2 separate regions of the Triticum aestivum genome follow, and region 1 is linked to region 2. The links are chromatin contacts, called in public Hi-C maps. All regions are on one chromosome and are shown on one strand. The core of a region is the stretch at or near the end of the contact, and the rest is flanking DNA. Distances in the headings are between cores, read along the strand shown. Region 1 overlaps LOC123092892 (protein SHORT HYPOCOTYL IN WHITE LIGHT 1). Region 2 holds the start of LOC123092891 (squalene monooxygenase SE1).

What was found. Hi-C and Micro-C count contacts between places; a contact is called where the count stands out from the background.
Region 1: a Hi-C map of leaf shows a contact between it and region 2, with 8 times the contacts expected there. The contact joins the enhancer-like site here to the promoter of LOC123092891 in region 2. A contact is called at or near these places in 3 of 5 Hi-C or Micro-C datasets (all in leaf) and 1 of 1 datasets of contacts at active chromatin or transcription factors (leaf).

Annotation. Positions count from the first base shown.
Region 1 is chr4B:491,345,032-491,348,428 of IWGSC CS RefSeq v2.1, reverse strand. LOC123092892 (protein SHORT HYPOCOTYL IN WHITE LIGHT 1) reads left to right here. Exons shown (of 3, transcript XR_006444922.1): 3 at 360-875. Among protein-coding and RNA genes, the nearest start is that of LOC123092892, 5.8 kb to the left of the region's middle. Within about 2 kb of position 1,733, at least 4 of the 8 cell types and tissues checked have an H3K27ac peak or open chromatin away from gene starts, as enhancers often do. A contact at or near this core is called in leaf, where this site is marked.
Region 2 is chr4B:490,977,545-490,980,901 of IWGSC CS RefSeq v2.1, reverse strand. It overlaps LOC123092891 (squalene monooxygenase SE1), which reads left to right and starts at 1,293. Exons shown (of 8, transcript XM_044514739.1): 1 at 1,293-1,751; 2 at 3,105-3,216; 3 at 3,299-3,357. The coding sequence starts at 1,494.

The sequences.
Region 1 (3,397 bases), core at 484-2,983, 370 kb before region 2:
TGTTTCCACGTAGTGTACTTGCCATGTACTCCCTCCATTCGGAAATAAGTGACGCTGTTTTGGTTTTTGAACTAAAACAGCGTCACTTATTTCCGAACGGAGGGATTACCTCTCAAAGCTGTAACTTACAGACTTTGCATTTCAAAAACTTAAACAGCGTCACTTATTTCCGAACGGAGGGAGTACCTCTCAAAGCTTTAACTTACATACTTTGCATTTCAGGGGGACACGGCAAAGTCCATCGTTGAGATTTATCAGAACGATGAATTTACAGTTTGTCTGAAACGTTGCATTGATGCTTGTGGAAAACTCAACTTTTAGTCTTTTCTTTCAGTAACTTGTTTGTATTTTCTGTGCAGGTGGTCTGCACATTTGGAAGCATGGTGTTTATAAGCATCCTTCTTGTTCGAGGGATATGGTCTGGAGTAACTTACATCAGAGAAAACCGATACAGCTATATTCAACAGCTCAAGGACGACGACAGCCGGTGGAGCAGAGTACAGCCCGCTGGTTGATCGTTTGCTTTCCTTGCTGGCAACATACTCTGATTCAAAGGGCCCATGAATTATCCAGGGCCACTGTTGAGATAGCATGGATGCTCCCAGCTGTGCACAAAATGCTGATGTTTGTTGTTGCTATAAATTGCTGCTGGAGAATCGAAGGAACCCCCCTGTAGTCTATACAAATAAGTGGTTCTCTTCAACATGATGGTAAAAAATACCGGCGACTAATTGGGTTTTATATCTGGCCTGGCCCCATACTGGCCGGGCCGATCTCGTATTTGTTGTAGTATGAAAGGTGGTGCGAAATGCCTATGGTCAGTACAGTGTAATTCTGTTTCATTTTGATATATGGAGTGGTACTGAATATCCAAAGCTAGTATTTTCTCCTGTGATGCCATGAACTAGCTTGACAGAGTAGTAGTCCCGCTTCTGCAGTGGACGTCAAAATCTTGCCGGGCAACTGTCTTTTGATCTCCATTGGTTTACAGAGGGAGTATGTCTCAGTCTTGCTGCTTTTGGTCGTTCGTTTAGATTCTTTGTTTGCTACTCTCGCCTGATCATTTGCTCAACTGCTTCGTGTTACCTGATGCTTTGAGTTTGAGATTCCTCCTTTGGCTCTCGCTAGCATTTGGTCTGTTTACTTCTAAAAAGGAAGAAGGCCAGAGACAGCGGAAATCCAAGACAGTAGTCGTCACTCAGGTCAGGGGCACTGAGGTGTAGTATTACACCAAACCCTTATTATTGATGGAAAACCTATCAATCTATCAGAATAGATCATGCCATATATCATCAATCGATTTGAATCGTCACGCTTTTCGTTCATTTCAGCCACGCCAACAGACACAACCACGGATCCCGATTCAGAAGATTCTGAGAACGGCGAGTTAGGCTAAGACTTAGGAAGGGCATTTCGACCCTGCCCTAGTTCTCCATCATTTCACAGTATTTAGCCAGTTTGACACCTTTTTGTCATTATTATCACGCGTGCCGACTAGCTACTGCCTACTGCCGATCACTTGTACTACAAGTGTCCCAAATCTTGCTTAGCAGGGACAATATGTCTCTCATACTCCGTCGTGTGTACAACCATGCTAGCTACCCCGTCAGCCAGTTACCCGTCGCCATCGGCGTATTCATGCCGAATCCCTGACGACCCATACTCGACCGTCAGATGCGCATCGGACGGCGCCGCACGCCGCCCCGATCTTCTCCGGACCCATGCGCCTTTATGAGCAAGAGCGACGTGCCCGGCCGCCCCGGAAATGTGGGAGTGGGAGGTGCGCGTCCGTCCACGACGCAGAAAGCCTGCAACGCTGCTGCGCCACATGACTCGCGGCACGGCCACTGGTGGAGGTCTCGTGTTGCACGTACACCTTTCTCTACCAGCCATATCTTGTTGCGGTTGACCGACGCTTAATCTTTGATCGTTTTGGCTGATCCGGCGACAAACATTTCAATCACACAGTTGGGTCGCATTTACGCCGAATCTGACCCAGAACAACAATTTCCTCGTGGCCCGATTTCGGTGGTCCGCTCGTATAATTCCCAAGCTGCTGGCAGTTAACACGCTAAGGCAAATCATTCGGGAAAAAATGCTGCTGGCAGTTAGCACTAGCGATCACCACTGGTTAGGCATGGGGCTGCTGCTGTTTCGTCGACCGGTCGACGGATGATTGAGGCGGCATTTTTCTTTGGAGCACTGCTGGTCGCTAGGCGCGGTACTACACTGGTACGGCACTGGTCTTAGGGGTGGACACGAACTAGTTCAAGAGCCCTATCATTTTGGCCAGGAGCGCACATGCTGACGAACTCTTTCTTAATTTTCAAAAGTAGCCAGACTGAACTGTAGTAGCTTGGACCGCATTTCGTGGTGTGATATGTTAGTAGATTAAGATGTAGATCGGGAGTGCTTTCTCTAGTTTAGGATGAACTGATAAACAGTAGAGCCTACGCCACCATTCGATAGTTATCGATAACAAGTAGGGAAAGTTCATGAAGGCACTACCTATTTGGAGACTTGCAGAAACAGACAACACATCAAACTCAAGCCCTTTGTGGAGTGCTACTACATGCCATGACATTTACCCAAGAAAATGCGTGCCTCTTTTTATTTTTTTGTGACGGAGGAAATTGCGTGCCTCACAAACCAAACGACCAACGCCATCAGTATGTTGGTCCATGCCATGAGTATTCGTGGTACCGCGTACATGGTTGGGATTTGAAAATCTAGGAATGATGCAAACAAACGATTATTTTTCTTACCCCTACGTGAGCTAACGGCGTATGACTGGAGCGAGCGGTCAACCAGACCACAGCTCCGCTCACCCCAAAGGCCCAAACCACCGATCTCGCACGGCAAAAACGAAGCAGCCGGCTGCTACTTGGTTTTTCAAACATAAATTATTTTGAAACAGTTTCTTTTTTTTTTGAAACAGCAAACATAACTTAAGAACAGTCGCCACTTGCGAGCAGCCGTGGACTGGCTCGAACAACTCAGAGCATGCTTGGATACGTTTTAGTCCCATGACTAAAAGTAGTGGGACTAAAACTTGCTAGTCTCACCCATGCTTGGATCCAAATACTAAAGAGACTAAAATCTAGTTATTGAGCATTTATTATCCTCCAAACCCTCCAATCCAGAACTAAGGAGAGGAATTAAATGAGGAGAGAGAGAGCTAATACATATTTTAGTAGGTTTCCCATGACTAAAAGATTTTAGCCTCAAGACTAGTCCTAGCCTCTCTTTAGTCAGGGGTGCTTGAAACTTTAGCCTCTAAAAGAGACTATTTTTAGTCAGACTAAAAATAGTCCCTTGTATCCAAGCACCCTCTCACTCCTGCTAATACAATCCGTAGACTATACCCTTCTGTTTTTTCGAGTCAGAGTTGTGTCAG
Region 2 (3,357 bases), core at 44-2,543:
CGGCAGAGTTGGCCACACCCCCGCCTCCCAGTCACTTGTGAGTCCTGTCCTAAGTGGCCCGATGATCTCCTTGGCCCCAGCGACTGAAATCATGCTCGGTTGTCGACGATTGTCAAATCCGCCTCCCGGTCTCCCAACCGCTGAATCTCATATTTCAATTGCTTTCTAATTTTTTGACACCAGTTTTTCATCATCTGTTAGAGCAGAGCAGTCCCATGGCTAAAACCCCCTTCTCTCTTCAACACTATAATAATTTTGACATCATCAAATTTTATATGTTTGAGTGGAAGGACGGACGCACTCCCGTATGAGGGCATCTTCAAAGCTGACCCACAAATGCCTTCGGTATATGTTCATTTTTATGTCTGAACCCTGGTCTCCACATGCATATGCAGTGGAGGTTTAAGTGTCCGGTTTAAAGATGGCGTGATACCGTGGACGAGAATCTGCGTCCCGTGCTCCCATGACGCGGAGCTGATATTGCGCCCGCGGGAAAACCGACAGCACGAAACCCGTCAGGCGAGATGCTTGTGCTGCGACCCCACCGCTGACGGCACGTGAACTGGCACGGTGCCAGCCACGGACGCACGTCAGAGCTGTGGTGGAGCGTTTCTGGACCGATTCGCGTGACAGCGTGTCTTCTCCCTCGGGCATCCAATATTCCCACGGGATCCGCCATTGTTTCTTCTTCTACTATAGTCCGGTGGGCCGGGTCGGGTTATGTGTGCACGTTTCACTCGTCAACGATGTTTCAGCGTAGCGTAGTAGTACATGTATTAGGAGTGCTGGGTGACACTCCTACTCAGCAACCTACATCGAGCATCTTCTTCCTTCTTTAAAATGCTTGGAAAGCAGTGTACCTACAATTCTTCTTCGTTCAAAATTTGAGATATGCATGGTTCTTTATGTATGTATTCAAGTCAGGCCAGCTGCTAAGCATACCCACATATGGACCCATGATACGGATCGTGGCGTCGTTTTCGTCCTCATGTGTTACTATTATAATACTGTACTAACTACTACTCCTTCTATAAAGTAATGATCTAAACGCTTTTATATTAGTTTACTGAGGGAGTAATATAATATAATTATATTGCAAAATAAAGTACAAACGGATCGCCGAACAAATGCAACAAAAAAATAGTTTTCTCTAGACAAGAAAACGAACATATTCCAAGAGAAAACACCAGAAAAATGCAGCGAAGAGACAGCCAGCTACACGGACAGACAGGGCGGAGAGAGCGATCTCCCTCCCCCCTCCGCCCCATAAAAAACGGAACAATCTCCAACTCCTAGCGGCCGCCTCTCTCTCTCGTCTCGTCTCGTCTCTCGTCCCAATCCCATCGCCCGGCACTCTCCCCCGCTCGTCTCCTCCCCGCACGCATCACCCTCTCTCCCCTCGCCCGAGAGAGCCCACACGCAGACCCAACCAACGCACCGCGTTGAGAAACCCCCGAGGAACGACGACCCCAGGAGCAGGCCCCCATTGCGGCATGGCTGCGGCCGCCGAGGTCTGGCAGCTCGTTGGCGCCGCCGCGGCCACGCTCCTCGCGGCGGCCCTCGTCGCCGCCGCGCTGGGGCGCCAGCGCCAGCGCCGCCGCCGTGGGGCTCCGGTCGAAGGGATCCCCGCGCCGGAGGACGGCTGCGCGGTCGCTGACGGCGCAGGGAGCGCGGCCGTGGACGGCCCGACGGACGTCATCATCGTCGGAGCCGGGGTCGCCGGATCTGCCCTCGCCTACACGCTCGGAAAGGTGACATGTTTTTCTTTTGCTTACTTCTCCGTCCTTGCGTTCCTCTGGTTAGGCAGGGAGCTCCTGTTTCTTTTAGACTGGAAAAAACTTGTGGTTCTCGTTCCTTGCAAGAACGAAGACCGAATTTGTACTCAAAGGAGAACACGAGATTGAACTGGTATTCGACAGCGCAGGGATCAAAATTCCACCATGAATGTTCCGAAGGATCAAGTAGACAATCTAAGAACAAAACACCTCTCGTTTCAGTTCAGGAAGGCAACTGCTCTGTCATGCTGTCCTCGATTCCTAGCCACCTTTTTCGTTAAAAAAGGTCATGTAACGGCTTTTCATCTAGGGTAGGTGCACGCAATTCATGTGACGGCTCTTGATCTGGGACAGATGCATGCAGGGAATAATTGTGATTGGTTGCAATCTCCTTTTTTGCATGTTTTCACCCGTAGGTGAAAGCGAAGTCTGTTGTTTTTGTGTTTGGGGACGTAGAATTCGTATGGTGCTGAGAAGGTGTTGCCTAAATATCATGTCATGTAACTCTAAATAGGGGGGTCCGGGGGGAATCTCTTCCAAAAAGCCGCGGTACAAAATTTACCACCCTGTTTCCACGCATGAATCAATTATTGCTTTCTGGTGGTCATGGCACGCTTCACGATTGGGCGGACAGAAAAGAGGGGGAAAGAACTGTGGGAGAATAATACACACAAGAAATTTGTTTTGATAAGTTTGTTATTTGCCTTGCAAAAAATCATGCCAGGGCTGCCCTGCAAGTTTTGCTGAAATTACTTATCTTCTTTCTGGCTAAATTAAGGAGAACTGTAAATTACTCATAAATGGGCAAAGAGGAGGAAGAGTCATCTGTATTATCTTCTCTCTTTCTCTAGTCTTTTCCATGCCCTCTTGTTCAACCTGCTCCAACAGAGACTTGATGTCCTCTAGCTTTGCACAATTAATGAGATGCTCAACTACTTTGAGGACCCACTTTATTTTCTTCTGTGGCTTACAGCAACTCCGACAATGATATATCATCAATACGAAAATCTTGAACGAGTTATTGAACTTGATTTTTTTTTTGTTTTGTTCGTAATAACTCCACACAGTGAATCATAGTTCAGACAACAAATTAAGGAAGAAAAGTTCCTTTTATAATTGTCAGAGGTTGTGTACCAGCCAATAGTGATAAAGTACAGATCCTCATGAAAATAAAAGGAGAATTACCGTGATGACCCTAGTTTCATCTAGATTTTTTGGACATAATAACAAGTAAAAATGCAATTCTGCTGCTCATCATGATCGAATGGTGCATTACTGTTATCTTGGATATTCTTTGCTTATATCCTGCTTTATTTGTTGGTGGCACAGGATGGTCGACGGGTGCATGTCATAGAGAGAGACCTGACAGAGCCTGATAGAATTGTGGGTGAATTGTTACAACCTGGAGGCTACCTGAAATTGATGGAATTGGGTCTGCAGGGTAAGCTTTGCTCTCTCCTGCTCAAAATGGGTTTCCTAACAGAACCATAGGCAATGTATACTGACTATTTCATTCTACCCAGACTGCGTTGATGAAATTGATGCACAGCGTGTCCTTGGTTATGCATTATTCAAAGATGGG